Regions from separate parts of the Mus musculus genome. Here region 2 is linked to region 1. Evidence: chromatin contacts called from public HiChIP or PLAC-seq data. All regions are on one chromosome and are shown on one strand. Each heading gives the region's core, a stretch centred on a gene start, on an enhancer-like site or on the middle of the called end of the contact. The rest is flanking DNA. Distances are from core to core; before and after follow the strand shown.

Region 1 (7,297 bases), core at 3,225-5,724:
TTTTTCTTTTTCAGCTTTGTTCAATGATATCACATCGACTACTACTCATGACAAAGGGATTTCAAGTGTTTCAAATCTGAAAACACCTGTCCTCCTTTGCTGATCAGTGGGCTATAAAACATGTGTAAGTTTTATCTATGCTTGGGAATATCAGAGTATGCCCTTTCTTCTTTGATGGGTATATTTTCTGACCGGAAAAAACTTTGTTCCTGTTTCTTAGGGAACTCTGGTTTAAATATGAAATAGTATGAACACTTGGTCCCTTGCTGATTTTGTTGCTTTGAGATGCCTTGTAAAGACCAAGAAGTAGCATCTACCCATAGAAGTTGTTCCATGATTGCTCTTAGATATTATATTCTCTCTCTCTCTCTGCTGCAAATTAAGAGTAGAAGACTTAACAATTGTCAGGCTTATATGCTGGCCACCGTATAGCCACCTGTCAGCATGCTTTCTCTTATGTGAACTTATCTCCTTAGATCCTGGGCTGAAATAAATGCTCACTCCTTATTTCTTAATTGAGAGTTTTATCATAGTGATGGGTAAAGAAATTAATGTATAGGCCAACCATGTAAGGGAAAATCAGCTCATCTTGAGACTGTTCTTCGACTATCTCATCACCTTCAGGCTTTTAACTAGTGGGCAGATCCCAACGTGTCAGAGAGAGTCAGTAGCATTGTGAAAGCTAGCTGGAGAGAATTCTTTTCATTTATAACAAAAATGGAAGCTATGTGTAAGAATAATAGTGATTTCTAAGCACGATTGACCTTGGTCATATTTCAGTGTCCAACTTTACAAGAGAGTTAGTTTTTTTCTGAGATTTCACAATGGAAGTTTTAGCCAGAGTGGTAGGAGGGAGTCATATCATGGAGGCTTAGTTCTTGACTAGAGGCTAGATTCAATCGTGGCTTTGGATAAGAAAGCTGAGATGCTAGGTGTCCTACAAAATATGCAGTTTATTAGAGAAGGACATCTTCTGAGGTAAAATAACATTCAAACTGTCCTCCCTTTACTTGGTCCCAAGAGGGCTGGAGGATGTCTTTAATCAAGGTCCTGGGAAACGCATTAGTCAAGAGAGGCACAGTTTTGAACAAGACTTGAGCTCCTCTTCTTATCCTGGTGGTAGATGCTTCTGTTGACGTTCTGTGATGGCCTTGAGGATGGACCATTCCAGGGTAGTAGCAGCCAACTGGTGCCACCTACAGGCAAGCAATATAATTGCTATGCCCATCAGAACCAGCAGCAGGCCAAGCCCTTCTTCCTTAAGCTCTGAAATGCAGGAATATATTTTGGTCACCATCAGTTCCTTCACTGAAAGAGGCAAGAGTAAATAGTCCTTTCTGAAGTGCATTATAGAAAATGCTTCACGCGTGGGAAGCATAGGTCTTACCTAGGTCACTATAACAGAGGGCTGAGCACTCACAGTCAATTTTCAGATGTGAGTTCCAACCCATAAGAAGAATTCTTTGATGATGGACTCAGCAGTGAGAGCACCGTGTGTGCAGTCAATCTTCCTCCCCGCCTTCAGCAAGGGATCTCTGGCTGTTTAGTAGCATTGCAGATAAATAGCCTTTAATGTGGCCAGCCTATTCTTTGCTCAGGATTTATGCACAATGGATGTGACATGCTGTCCTTGTGGAGCAAGCATTCTAAAGAGCTGACGTTCCTTTATACAAGTGATCAGGCAAGCATCGTACGCAGAGATATCACATCCTAAGGGTAATGTCTTCCAGGGGTCAACATTCACATAAACATGTTCAAGTACCAAGTGTTATTGTTTTGACTTTGTGACCAAAATAGACTGCTTACATTTCAGGTCATGTACCTAAAATATGTCCTAGATCTGGCTACTCAGACATTTCATGGAAGTGCTGATCTCTGTGTGAACGGAATACGACAGAATGCTAACAAAATGTAAAGGAACCAAAAGACTCTAGATCATGAAAATACATACAACAAACATGATTCCAGGAAGGGAAATGATCCCAGATTTGGGGTGCCTGATGCTGAGCTACTCTGATTCCAGGAGCCCCGAGAAAGGCCACTGTCTTTACTGAACAACAAATTGTACTTTAGGTTATCAATTAAATTTGGATCTTCGTTGGTTTCTAGATAGTTGAGTGCTGCAAATTTTTTCTGCCTTTAGGACTGAAATGGGTCTCTTAAGCAATTGGTAAAGTTGTCATCTGGGTCCCTGGGCCATGGAGCAGGCTATTATGATGAGAACTATTTCCATATTCTAAAGGCCTGAATCGAAAGCAAATCACACCTACAGGTGAATCTAAAACAAAAGCTGTTGCTTTGAGCTCACAAGATGCTGAGTTGCTGATTTGTCTCATTTTTCTATTTCCACCATGTAGAGAGTTTTCAGGCTTTTAGTGTTGGGGTAGAGCTCTAGAGGGAAACACTTGCCTAACACACGGGAAGCCCTGGATTTGACTTGCTGCTCCACAGTAAACAATCAAACACTAGATGATAAAAGAATCCGAAGGAGCTAGGAGGATGCAGGAAATACTGAACATTATAAAGCAGATCCCCCAGGTGTTCATTCAACAAACTCATACTCATTATCCACCAAGATCAAAGTTCATGTGGCAGCTGCCCGAGCTTTAGAACAATGAGAGTCAGGTTCACGGTAGAAGCAAGGAGCTGTGGTTAGATGTTTAAGGGTTTCACTGGCTGCAGTGGGCGTGTGACAGGAGAGTGGCAAGATAAGATAACAAATGTGGCAGTACTCCAAGTGAGAGTTCATTGTAGGGGTTCAGGGACAGGGAGGGCTGCGGGATATATAGGAGGGGGGATGGATGGAGTACAGATTACCTGGTGGTCACAGATTGATTGATGGTTGTCGGCAAGAAGCAATGGAAAAAGTAAAGTAGTGTGCCTGCATTTGTTAACTTGCTCAGCAAGATATATCTACAATCTCTCTATTATCTATCTATAATCTGTGTTTATATACCATCTATAATTTATCATCTATTAGCTATCTACATATGATCAGTCATCTATCATTTTCTATCTAAACTATATCATCTATCATGCATCTACTCATCTACATATCTATTTTCTATCATCTACCTATTATACATATATCACTTCTCTTTTAATCTGTCATCTATCATGTGTGTATGTATCTATCATCATGATCATTAACATCATCATTATCTATCTATCCACATCCATCTATCATCTATCTGTGTGCCTATCTATGTATCTATCTATGTATCCATGTATGTATTTATATCATCTATCTATCATCTATTAAATAAAAAACGAGAACCAATGTTCTTGGTCCTGTATTTAAGGAACGTGAAAGTTTCTGTGAGGATGTTGAGCAATCTTTCATGTAAGAGTGGAGGGTGGGGATGTTAAATGATGAAATGAATGTGGAGTTACTGGTCCATAAATGGGTTTACCAGGTACATTAATAAGTTATTGCAGTCTCTACACAGAAATAAATCTTGTGATGCAGAGCAAAGGCAGTTGATAGATCAGCCGGCTGCAGTGGGTCAGCCAACGTTCTTTAGGAAAGACACATGTAGAAAATATTCGCAGAACATAATGGGCTTAAAGACGAAACAAGGCCATTAGATCATTGGGAAGAGAGGCCCCTTGGTCTTTCAAACTTTATATGCCTCAGTACAGGGGGACACTAGGGCCAAGAAGTGGGAGTGGGTGGGTAGGGGAGTGGGTGGGTGGGGGAGGGTCTGGGGGACTTTTGGGATAGCATTTGAAATGTAAATGAAGAAAATACCTAATTAAAAAAAACGAATTAAAAAAAAAAGAAAGGAGAACACAGTTCAGGAGTTTTCATTTAATAGCTCAATTTATGGTAATCAAAACAAAACAAACAGAACATCTCACAAATCTCCAAACAACCCAAACTCAATTGTGCTAGGATGAGTCCCCTGCCTCCTAAAATCTCAGGTATTCAATCAGGTGAGTCAAATAACATGCAAATTATTTCTTGTTTTTCACGTTGACAATCTCCACTTCAGCCTCATGTCTACTTTTCTGTGTGTAATCTTCAGTACGGGAAAATTGCTTTGCTAACTGCCTCACCTGGGAATTTATTCCACCAGGATCCGGGGGGAAGGTGACAGTGGATTCCGTCTCCTGATATATCCCGTGGTGACTGGTTTTGTTTCATAGGAGACTTCATTTTCATTAAAATGCACTTTCATTCTTAAAGAAAAAAATGAATAAAATACAGGTACAGAGAGTTTAACATGTTGGTTTCTTGTTGAAATAAAGTCTTCGAAAGTTTAAATACAACCACTTTTTATTGATTGGCTTAAAAGTACACATCAAGACCATAAATAAGTCAAAAGCAGACACACATTTTTTTCCCTCAGAATAAAAATATGCATTTCCCAAACTAGACCACTTGGGGGCAGCATAGCGCAGAGCTAGCTTTTCACTCATCTCCCAGCGCAGTCTCCTTCAGTAATGCAAGTCCCCACAAAGCAAGAACTTAGGTCTTGCTATTCATGTCAGCAGAGTCTTTGTCAATTGTCATCCTATTTTTCTCTTTTTTTCGTGTTTCTTTATCCTGATCTTTTTTTTTTGGGGGGGGGGGAGGTTGGTTCTTCATGAGTTAAGAGTTTTCATACTTCTAGTAGGTTAATTAACACATTCAGAAATTAAGTCAAAGCTGGCCCAGTGCCCTTTCTTGCTCAACCACATGGGCATGCTTGGGTAACTGTAGTTATTTACATTTGGCATCCAACTGACTCCATGAGCTGCATTGCTTTCCCCCCTGTATGAGTATCCAGGCTATTAAATTAAACAGGTTAATGTTAGCTACAGCGTCTCACCCCCCACCATCCCCACAGCTATAGTAAATCTGCCACCTGTTTATTTCCATAAAAATTCAATTATAGCACCGGCAGTTATTCTTCTTATGTGAGCAATTAACTTCAAGCAGTTTCCAGCCAAAGAGAAAGGCCAGGCCAGCCGGCCCTTCCTTTCTTTGATTCCTTCAGCCCTTGGTTGCTTCTTTTGTTAGGTGACTGCGCAACCATCAAACCACTGAAAAATGAAACAAGCAAACTGGACTACCATGCACTCTTATGCCAACGAAGAAACAAAAACTGAAAAATCACTAACAGCTCTTTGCTTCCCCCTTGTCCTTTGAGTGCGGAAGCCGGGGAGGTGGAGGGCAGTGGGCAACTCGCTGGGGCACCAGGAGCACGGTTCTCCCTACCATACACCACCATGAAGAAGGGGTTGCTTTAAACACTGTTCTTCTTCCTTCTTTATCTCTGTAGAAAATGCAACCATGCAGGGAAACCTTGGCCAAATGCCACAGCGTCCTGGCTGAAGCAGCAACGCAATTACGGAAAGATAAAAAACCCACAACGGCCTGTGCATCTGAGCAGCTGAGAGAAAGAAGGTGGTGAGAGGCAGGTGCACGTCTTTGTTTCTGTGAGAGGAGTCGGTCTTTCGTTCCAAGCTTCCAGCTGCAAATGCCTGCGTTTTCCTTTTTAAGTGTTTCTCTTTTTCCTTCTTAAATGTCTACTTTCCCGACCATATTTCTTTCTCACAAACAGTCCATGAATAAAAAGAAAAGGGCTAATCGCAATCTGATTATTTCCTACCGGATCTAATTCCCCAGGGCTGGTTTGGGTTCTTCTTTCCCTTCATATGCGGGGGATATTGACTTTCTTTTGAAGAAGCAAAATTCTTAGTAAGTATTGCACACAATATTATTTATAAATATATAGATCATCTACTATTGTTACTTTGTTAAATGGACATGATAGGTAACTGTTCCTAAGTTCTTACTTTTTTTTTTTTTTTTTTTTTAGAAGATCATGCTTAACACAGAGACCTCACAGCTGGTCAACTTGCAGAGAACAGGAGAGAACTCAAATCCAAGTGGGATATCTCTATCACTCCTCTATTACCTATTCACGGCCCCCTTCTCCCACCCAAGGCTCAGAGATCACCACCGACGAAGGGACAGAGAGACAACACGCTCCAGGGTAGTGGACATCTACAGCCAACAGCAGGATGTGACGTGGTCCTTGCACAAAGGGACTCAGAGTGGCCTGGTAGTGACTGCTTAAGACTGGCATAAGAGCAAGTCAGCTAGAACCCCAGCATGGACTGTGGATAATTCATGAAGTCCACTCGTAGCTGAAGAGCTATTGGCAATTGCTGGTGTTTGGCAGAGCCAGAGTCAGTTATCTTCAGGAATATGATGCTAGAGAGGTTGTCCCGATTCCAGCAGCACTTCCTCCACCCATGCACACACATACAGGCAGTACTAAGTGGACCCAGGGTGATTTAAAACAAAGTGTGGCAAGTTAGGAGGAAAAACTGGTGGGTGGGTAAGGGGGGGGCCTGGAGGAGAGGGATTAGGGATAGAGTAGATCAAAATGTATGGAATTCTCAATAAAAATGTAATTTAACCAAAGAGCCAATTGGACTCATAAGATCATTAATTAAACCATTCCCCAGTTTCAGATTAAAATAAAATTTCCATATGCAAGCTAGTACTCAGTGCTCTCAATTTATTACTGACGAACTCAGAAAATCAGAGGAAAACCCACTGCCCACTAAGCTTTAGAGAGTGCTCAAGGCAGCTCTAGGCCCTAAAGCAAGGGCAGGCGGGTGGGCTGGGTGCAGGGGTTCTGGTTTCACTTCCAAATGGTCCCAAGCCTTGCTGGTCTCTGAGCATGGCTGTAGTGCTGGTGGGTATCCTGTCATGTGCCGGCCATTCTTAAAATACAGGGAGTAAATGAGTGTAAAAATAGTGCCATCCTTTCTTCCCGAGTGTGAAGGTGCCCTGTGTCTGCCCACCAGCACTCGGACGCCAATGGGGTAGAAAAGTGTATAAAGTGTTCTTTGAAGTCAGCCTGTCATGAGGAAAAGATACAGCCTAATTGAATTTAATCTTCTTTTAAATGGTTACTCAAAGGAGAGGCTCTGTTAGAAGTTCAGAAGGGCATGCATAAATCCTCCCAGGCAAGTGTCCCTACCATGGGCTAAAGTGTGGAGATGGGCAAAAGGGAGGGGACTCTGGAATCTGTGTTTCATCTTGATAGGGCTGATGAGGCTTTAATGAGGACTGACCAATGTTCTGGTGGCCCTAAGACCCACATCCTCTGCTGTCAAATGGACTCGCGTTCATGGTCTTGAACATTGTCTCTTTCCTATCTTCCAATGTCCTCACGAGCCCTATTGCTTTTCAGTTCAAAGGAGACATTAAAATGGGCTGTTTACTTTTCATCCTCGATCTTGGTCAGATGCCTAATTTCCGTAGCTTTCCCACCTCCTGAAGAGTTTCAGGCTT
Region 2 (7,297 bases), core at 2,582-5,081, 580 kb before region 1:
TAATGTTCGTAGTTTCTTTTCTATCCTCCGATGAACAAGCGTGTGAGATACCTGAGAGCAGAGACGCCATCAAAATTGTTCTCTTCTGACTCTTATGGACATGAAGGCCCCATGGCTGGTTCAGGGAACCCACTCCATAGAGCGGTTTAGCATGTGCAAATAGTGTCTTCACTATCGATTGTTAGTGAAAATTATATTCCCTTACTTGTCGCCCAATGGAATGTTCTAGAAACTGCCTATGTGCGGGAATGTAGCAGGGGTCAGACAATAAGAAACAAGGGAATCCATTTGATTTTGGATGGAGGAACACTTCAGTCATCCAGGAGTAAGTGGTATCTGGCTCTCAGATGAGAGGCACCATCTTTGGAAGGGGAAGCATCTGAGTGAACATGATATATACTGCATGATACCTCACACCTTCCAAGTGAAAATCTTATGTTTGCTCATCTAATACCTCCAAGAGAGGGAAGCCATAGTCTACAGCTATACATCATAGAAATGGCCACTGTGTGCACCATGTGTGTCCATGCGTGCATTTGAGTGTGTGTGTGTGTGTGTGTGTGCGTGTGTGTGTGTATTGTTTAGTTGGAGGAGCTATCAGGAAGGGCTACTTGTGGACTCACATCAGAACCCAGGTCCCCTTATGCTCTTTGGTTCAAGCTCTTCTCCCTAATTGTGGGGGTGCTGGAAGTTGACATTTCCCTCTGGTGTACAACCTCATGGTGGTAAGATAAGAGTGAGAATTTGAAAGAATAGCTTCATGGAAGATGGGGGAACATGTTGTTTGCGAGATGGGACAAGGGTCAGACATCATGGTGAACAACTAGAAGTTGAAAGACAATGCGACTGGAGCGCAAATCAGACCGGTGGCCAGAGACCCTGAAAATAGGAATCTGGTTCTGTGTTTTTCCTCTCCTTTCTCTTTTCCTCTAAAGAATGTGTCCAAGGAGCTGAGCCACTGAGAAGCAGGGGCCATTTAAGGACATTTTCTTTACAAATATGAGAGACCAGCCATGAAGTGCTGGCAGGGGCAGGATGGGTGGGGTGTGTGTAAGAATCCCAGAATCCTTCCCTCTGCTGCGTGGCAGGCACAGACTGTAGACACACAGAGGCCCTCCTGCTTCCATGCCACAAGACACAGGAGGGGAAGATGTCTACAGACCCACCTACTACCATGCCACAGGGGCAGGTTGAAAACACTTACAAGGTCCGCTTGCTGTCACCCCCCCACCCCCTACCTCACATGGACAGAGGAGTTCATCCAGAGGCCTGCAAGCCACATGTTCACCTGCAGTGGGAGCTACAAGATGCAAATATGTGGTGGACAGATGGGAGAGAAAGAAAGCTGAACAGTTTGAACATTATAAAAAAGGTGGAACTGGAGATACGACGGTGGAGAGGAATAGTCTGCTATGAGTAACTAGGCCCTGTTGCCTGAGGCCATGATGAAGCCTGTGCTGCCTCAGAGGGCCACACTAGGGTCCAGGGCTATCCAGTGGTTCATATTACCATTAGAGACCATAGGGAAGTCCCTGGTCTGGGCACTACATGATGCCCAAGGTTTGGGCAGAACTGGCCCCACCTCTCACTGGTTTCTGCACACTGAGGAACTGTCCTTACATCTCACTGGGCAGCACAATGGTGCTGACTCTGGAGGTGTAGGTGAGCCAATCCCAAGGGCATGAGTGCTGGCCCTGCCTCTTGCTAATGGCAACATTGGGTGGCCACCAGAACAGGGCAGGAGTGCTAGCCCTAATGCTACAGATGCGGGAGAGCCAGGAGGCAGATCAGCTCAGGTACCACACAGGCCCAGACCCAGAGCTTTGAGTCAGCCCACTCCAAGATCTACATCATCTGTGAACTGTTGGAACACATGATAGGGTGTGCCCGGCTGATCCAAAGCTGCAGGATCTCTGAGACACAGGGCAACAATAGGATAACCAGGAAGAGTTCCAGTGAGGATCCAGTACTGAAGGTGTTACAGAAGCCAGCAATCTCGAACCAGATCAATGACTCATTGCAATGAAGATTTGCAAGTGAAGATGTATGGACAGCGGGATATCCTGTGGGACACATTGTGACACACAACAGCTTCCACAACAAAATGTATTCTCTGATGTTTGTTTTGTTTATTTGCTTGTGTGCTTTTATTTTCTTTGGGAGGGAGGTTGCAAGGGTGGAGGGTGGATATGAGGGGGTAGGGAGATGAGTGGGACCGGAGTGCATGATGGGAAAGTCACAAAGAATCAATAGAAAGTTAAAAAGTATATGAGACCAAGGGAGGTTACACATCTATCATGTTTTTCTTTGGAGGCTGTCATTGTTTCCTATGATAGAGAGCCAAGCTTTATCCTGATAAAGCATTTATGTGATAGAAAAGTCAAGTCGTCAGGTCCCCAGTGTGACTCTACTTGGCACAAGATATGGTGTGGCTTTCTGTGTCTCTGGAAGGCTTGATTTTTAACAGAGTCCACTTATAGACAGTGGCGTACATATAAACATACTGGAGCACTGAAATGATGGTTTGATCAATGGCAGACTGTATATTCCATATAGTTCAGGTGTATCATAGGTTCTACCATTTGAATATGTGTAGTTTGTGTCAATATCCTCTGAATACTTATACTGCAACAATATCATTGGATGATGAATTGTCTCTTAGAATGTGCCCTGTCATTAAGTAATATTTATTTATAGTTATGTGACAAAGCTAAAGTTACTGTGTAAACAAATAGCCATGGTGTTTGGGGAGGTGGGAAAAATGTGTCTCCATTCTCATCCAAGCAAAAACCGAAGAACCATGCAGATGAGTTGTAATTTCTTTTCCCTACACTTTATCCCAGATGGAGTCCTAGCAGGAACATGTAGGGGCCTCATGTGTCTAAGGACAGGTAGGATAGTGGTTATATAAGAACAAGTTTGATTTAAACATTATACATACATGTGTGTGTGTGTATCTGCTCTTGTGTATATACACACACACACATATACACACAAACACATACACATATATATGTATACACACACACATATATATAGTGTTGGTGGCCAAGGTATTTACATATCTGGTAGTACCTCGATCACTGAGCTATATTGCTATCCCTGAACTTGTATTTTTGAGAGTTCTATGTCACGTTAACCTATTAATAAATTGACTTCAGTTAAGATGACTTCTTTTGAATTATTGCTGATCAACATGGTTTGTTTTTCCCCCCTTAGCTCATCCTCATATCCTCATCTTTTTCACGTTCTAATTAATTTTCAACTCTGTTTATCTGCTTGAGCACAGAGAGTCTTAATTGCCTTAGGAGAAGGTAGTGTTAAACCGGAGTAGGTTGGAAGAGTCCAATTTAACTGTCTCCTTTTGAATCAGGTGCTTGGGAATTTGGAACTCTGCAACTTCTTGGCAGCTAACGTGTTTTGAGGATGAATCGTGGCCATGCCAGTGTTTATTGACAGTCTTCATCTGTCTGTGGATATTGGGATCCATGGAGAAGAACACACAGAATCCACAGAGAACAGTATCTACTTAGCAATTTAAACCTCTCCTTCATCCCTCCCTTCAGTTAATACTGGTTCTTCTTCATAGGAAGCAAACTGAGAGCGTTCACTTTTCCTAATCAGGTTTCCATTCCCTGTGACATGAAGGGACAGTTAGGGGAGGGAGGGGGATGATAGAATATAAGGTTGGATAGTCTACACTGCTCAGACAGTGATTGATCCCGATTGGCACTTGTAGGCTCTTGATTTTTCTCCTGTGAGCCAAGAGGAGCTGTTCCCTGTGGCAGCAGGGTAATCCTGGGGTGCCTGGGTTTGGCCAGCCTGCTGGATGGACGGATTCAAATGCAAATAGGGATTGCTGTTTGGTATGCGGGAGGCTTTCAGTAGAAGCCTCAGAAGTTTGGATCCTTTGTGAAATCTGAAGAATCAATCTACTCTGTCCTTGGTGCCCACCGAGCAAACCTCTCTACCGCTTCTTTCTCTGGTACAGAAGATAAACGAAAAAAAATCCCATTATTCAGCTTATGCCATTGTCATGGCAGTCTCCTTTGAGCCTCTTGGCAAAACCCTGCTTGCTTTAGAACCGTACATCATACCGGATCCATTGAGAGCCATTATTTATCTGACAGGATATTTATAAAAGCCAGCATTAGCTGTGGCTCCCAGTCAATATGTTTCTCTCTCGCTGACACACATCACACCAACAGGCTTGAAATATTTAAATACAATAGTCCCTTCAAGAAATCATTAATTTTTCTATCACTGCCACTAGTGATAATTTGACGGAAATGGATTTTGTTGGAAGAGCTGAGCTGTCTACCAGTGGATACTTTCAAGTTCCCCACACTTCAGAGGCATTCCCACACTTCAGTGTAGGGCACAGTGAGGGTCCAGGAAGACCAGAACCCAGCGGTCCAGAGGCAGTGGCACGGCAGCAGCTGGCTTACCCCAGCACCGCCCCACCCACTTCAGTTAGGAAGGCGGTTAAATATCAAGGAGAGAAAAGGAACCGGAGGCCCAGCCACCTCATTAAGGTCCCCATCTCTGCTACTCTGTCTCCTCCCGCCTGCCCCCTGCTTCTCAGCTCCTTCATTCTCCTTTGCCCTCCCCTCTCTTTTATCCATGTTTCCACTCTCTCTGCCTTCTCCTGTGGTGTTAGCTTTTGCTCTTTGATCTTTCTTTTCCCTTATTCACACCCCCTGTGGGGTGTGTGACTGGGTAGAAAATGGAGGACAGTCATAAGTGTCTCCCTCAGTGTCTCTGCTCCCTAGAGGGTTGGGGTCTGGGACAGTGTCTCTGTGTCTGGCTATTGGCTCACCTCTCACTGGGAATCTTCATCCATAATTAATGGAGAGCATTTCTATGACCTCTCACCAGGGAGGACAAGGCTCCAACTGTGAGGTTTCCTGGAGGCAGGAAGGACGTGGAACTTGTTCAGAATATGATACCCTGTGTTCCAGGCATGGTTCCTTAACAGAGGAAAGAGATTCAGCAAGTGTACCCGCAGCAGCAGCAGTGGCCTTTCTATAACCGAAATGGGACAGCTCCTATAGCGAGCAGACAAGAGGCGTGGTTTCTGCTTGTTTGTTTGTTTTTGTTTTGCATATTAGACATGACAAAGCTTGGTTAATTCATGAAAAAACAAAACAAAATTGTCAACCAGCAAACAAAACAACAGCAACAGCAGAAGTCATTTGGGGTGGCATTTTGGAATCTCGGTGATTTCCTCTTATTAAACTTGTGGTTCATGTGGAAATGACACCGCAGGATCATGTGGAAGGTTCCAGATTGTTACCCCAACCCCCCCCCCCCCAGAGCTGTGAATCTGTCTATCCAGATAATGCTAGGACCTAGGCCAGGCTTCTCTCGTTCTACCACTCCAAACAATCACACCTGTCCTAATCCCTTATTGTCTGTCCTGACACAGTGCCAATCAACTCTAGGCAGCTCTGGGTCATAAGAAGAGAGGATAATGCCTCCGAGTTCAAGAATATTACACGATGTTTGGAATTTAGCTGTGGAGAGGGACCAGACTTAGCCATAAACATGTCATGAGAATCATAAAGGTGGGTCTCATCTGGAGGAGAAGTTTCCAGGAAGGAGGTGGTACGAGAGGACTTCTTAGACTGTACGTGGAAATGTGAAAGACAGGTACTGGGGGTTACATGAAGAGGCACCGAATTTAAGTAAGGCATTGGTAATGACCAAGACTAAGCCCTTTCCAGATCACAAGAGAGGACAGGCAATAACCACATCTTCAGCCTGCTCCACACTCTGCTAAGTTGATAGTTAAAACAACTACCACAGAGAGATGGATGATAGATAGATAGATAGATAGATAGATAGATAGATAGATAGATAGATAGGTAAACGATGCATAGGTAGATGATAGATAGATTGATAGATAGATAGGTGATCATAAGGTTCAGCTGGGTGAAGGTGAGAGAGGTTCTAAAATGGAGTATTTAAATTTTTTAAGACCACTCACTTAGAAAAGAGAGAGTACAGAAGGAACATGCTGGAAACAGGGACCTCTGGGAGAATGTGGGTAAGAAATTGATGGTGAGGAAGGTTAAGGAGAAGAATTTGGCAAGTTTCCATATGAAGAATCTGGAGATAAGAGGGATAAAGAAAACGAAATGGAAAAGACCATTCGTTCACAGTTCTGAGCTGTGTCTCTGTGTTAGCTGGGATGTTAGAAGTCACACCGCCAGGCTGGAGGGATGGCTCTGTGGTTATGAGTGCTGAATGCTAGTTGTTCTTGTTCTTGTAAGACTAGGGCTCTGATCCCAGCACCCATGTCAGGTTGCTCCCCACTGCTTGTCACTCCAGTTTTAGGGGAACTGATAACCTTTTCTGGGCTCTACCCTCACCTGCACACATGTGACTCACACAGACAGACATAGACACACACAGACCGAGATACACACAGTCAGACACAGGCAGGCAGACACACATATACACAAATAAAATCTTAATAATAAAGTCAAACTCTCAGCAAACGCTCAGGTCCCCAAGATTTCCGGAGGGATCCAGGAAGCTTCATGATGGCTGACATCTTTCACTCACTGTTTGTGGGAGACTTTGCTGAAAGGGGAGGGCTTATCTTATGTAGCAGCAGACTAGGAAGTAGGTAAGCCAGAGTGAGATAGTGTTGTGCACCGTGAAGGACTTGCGGGGCACAACTCCAGAACATTTGTCCAAAGAAAGATTAAGACACGATTCGAATAGAGAGAAGAGTCCTGCTGGCTTGGGGAGATTTTGAACACCGGTTGGGGATCATTAAGTAGATAGCCCTTGGTTGGAAAATTCTGCCATTACAAGTTCATTTTGAAACCCAGGACGTGTCATGCTTCTGTTGCTGGTGGCTAGTTCTTTCCATAATGGCATCTTTCATTTTTAGGGGCTTTAAATAGAAAAGCAGTGCTCAAATCCACCGAGGCTGCTCCAGGAAGCTGCAGAGCATTCATAGAATTGCTTCCTTCAGAGTAAGAGAATAAAGAGAAGTCATTCTGGAGGTTTTAAGTTAGACATGTTATTCTTTTGGAAACAGTTGTTCATTGTTACATGATTGTGTAGTAGCCCAGGCAGGATAACAGAGCAAGCTTGAGTCCGTGGGTATCGTGGCCACAGTGATAAACGCTTGGCACAGACCCCAGTGCCTGTTTATCATTGAGTGGAAAGATGCTTTGAAACTGGCCAAGAGCTCAGCAGGCTTCACAATGCCACCCTTCTTCAACTGTGAGATGGAAGATCATCTGGTTTCCAAGCTGGTTCCTCAGTGACTTTAACGCCA

The links. HiChIP or PLAC-seq counts read pairs in DNA pulled down with a chosen protein or histone mark.
Region 2: a contact with region 1 is called in an H3K27ac HiChIP or PLAC-seq map of neural progenitor cells, with 13 times the contacts expected there. The contact joins two enhancer-like sites. A contact is called at or near these places in 2 of 39 promoter capture datasets (hippocampal neurons and liver), 10 of 484 Hi-C or Micro-C datasets (the 3T3-L1 cell line, the C2C12 cell line, CD8 T cells and 5 more), 5 of 115 datasets of contacts at active chromatin or transcription factors (T-cell acute lymphoblastic leukemia, double positive thymocytes, embryonic stem cells and 1 more) and 1 of 9 other capture datasets (embryonic stem cells).

The regions. Positions count from the first base shown.
Region 1 is chr3:50,298,223-50,305,519 of GRCm38.p6, reverse strand. No RefSeq gene overlaps it. Among named protein-coding and RNA genes, the nearest start is that of Slc7a11, 140 kb to the left of the region's middle. Within about 2 kb of position 4,474, at least 22 of the 459 cell types and tissues checked have an H3K27ac peak or open chromatin away from gene starts, as enhancers often do. A contact at or near this core is called in neural progenitor cells, where this site is marked.
Region 2 is chr3:50,879,110-50,886,406 of GRCm38.p6, reverse strand. It overlaps Gm37548 (a long non-coding RNA gene), which reads left to right. Exons shown (of 2, transcript XR_003954473.1): 2 at 1-3,170. Among named protein-coding and RNA genes, the nearest start is that of Gm37548, 6.1 kb to the left of the region's middle. Within about 2 kb of position 3,831, at least 48 of the 459 cell types and tissues checked have an H3K27ac peak or open chromatin away from gene starts, as enhancers often do. A contact at or near this core is called in neural progenitor cells, where this site is marked.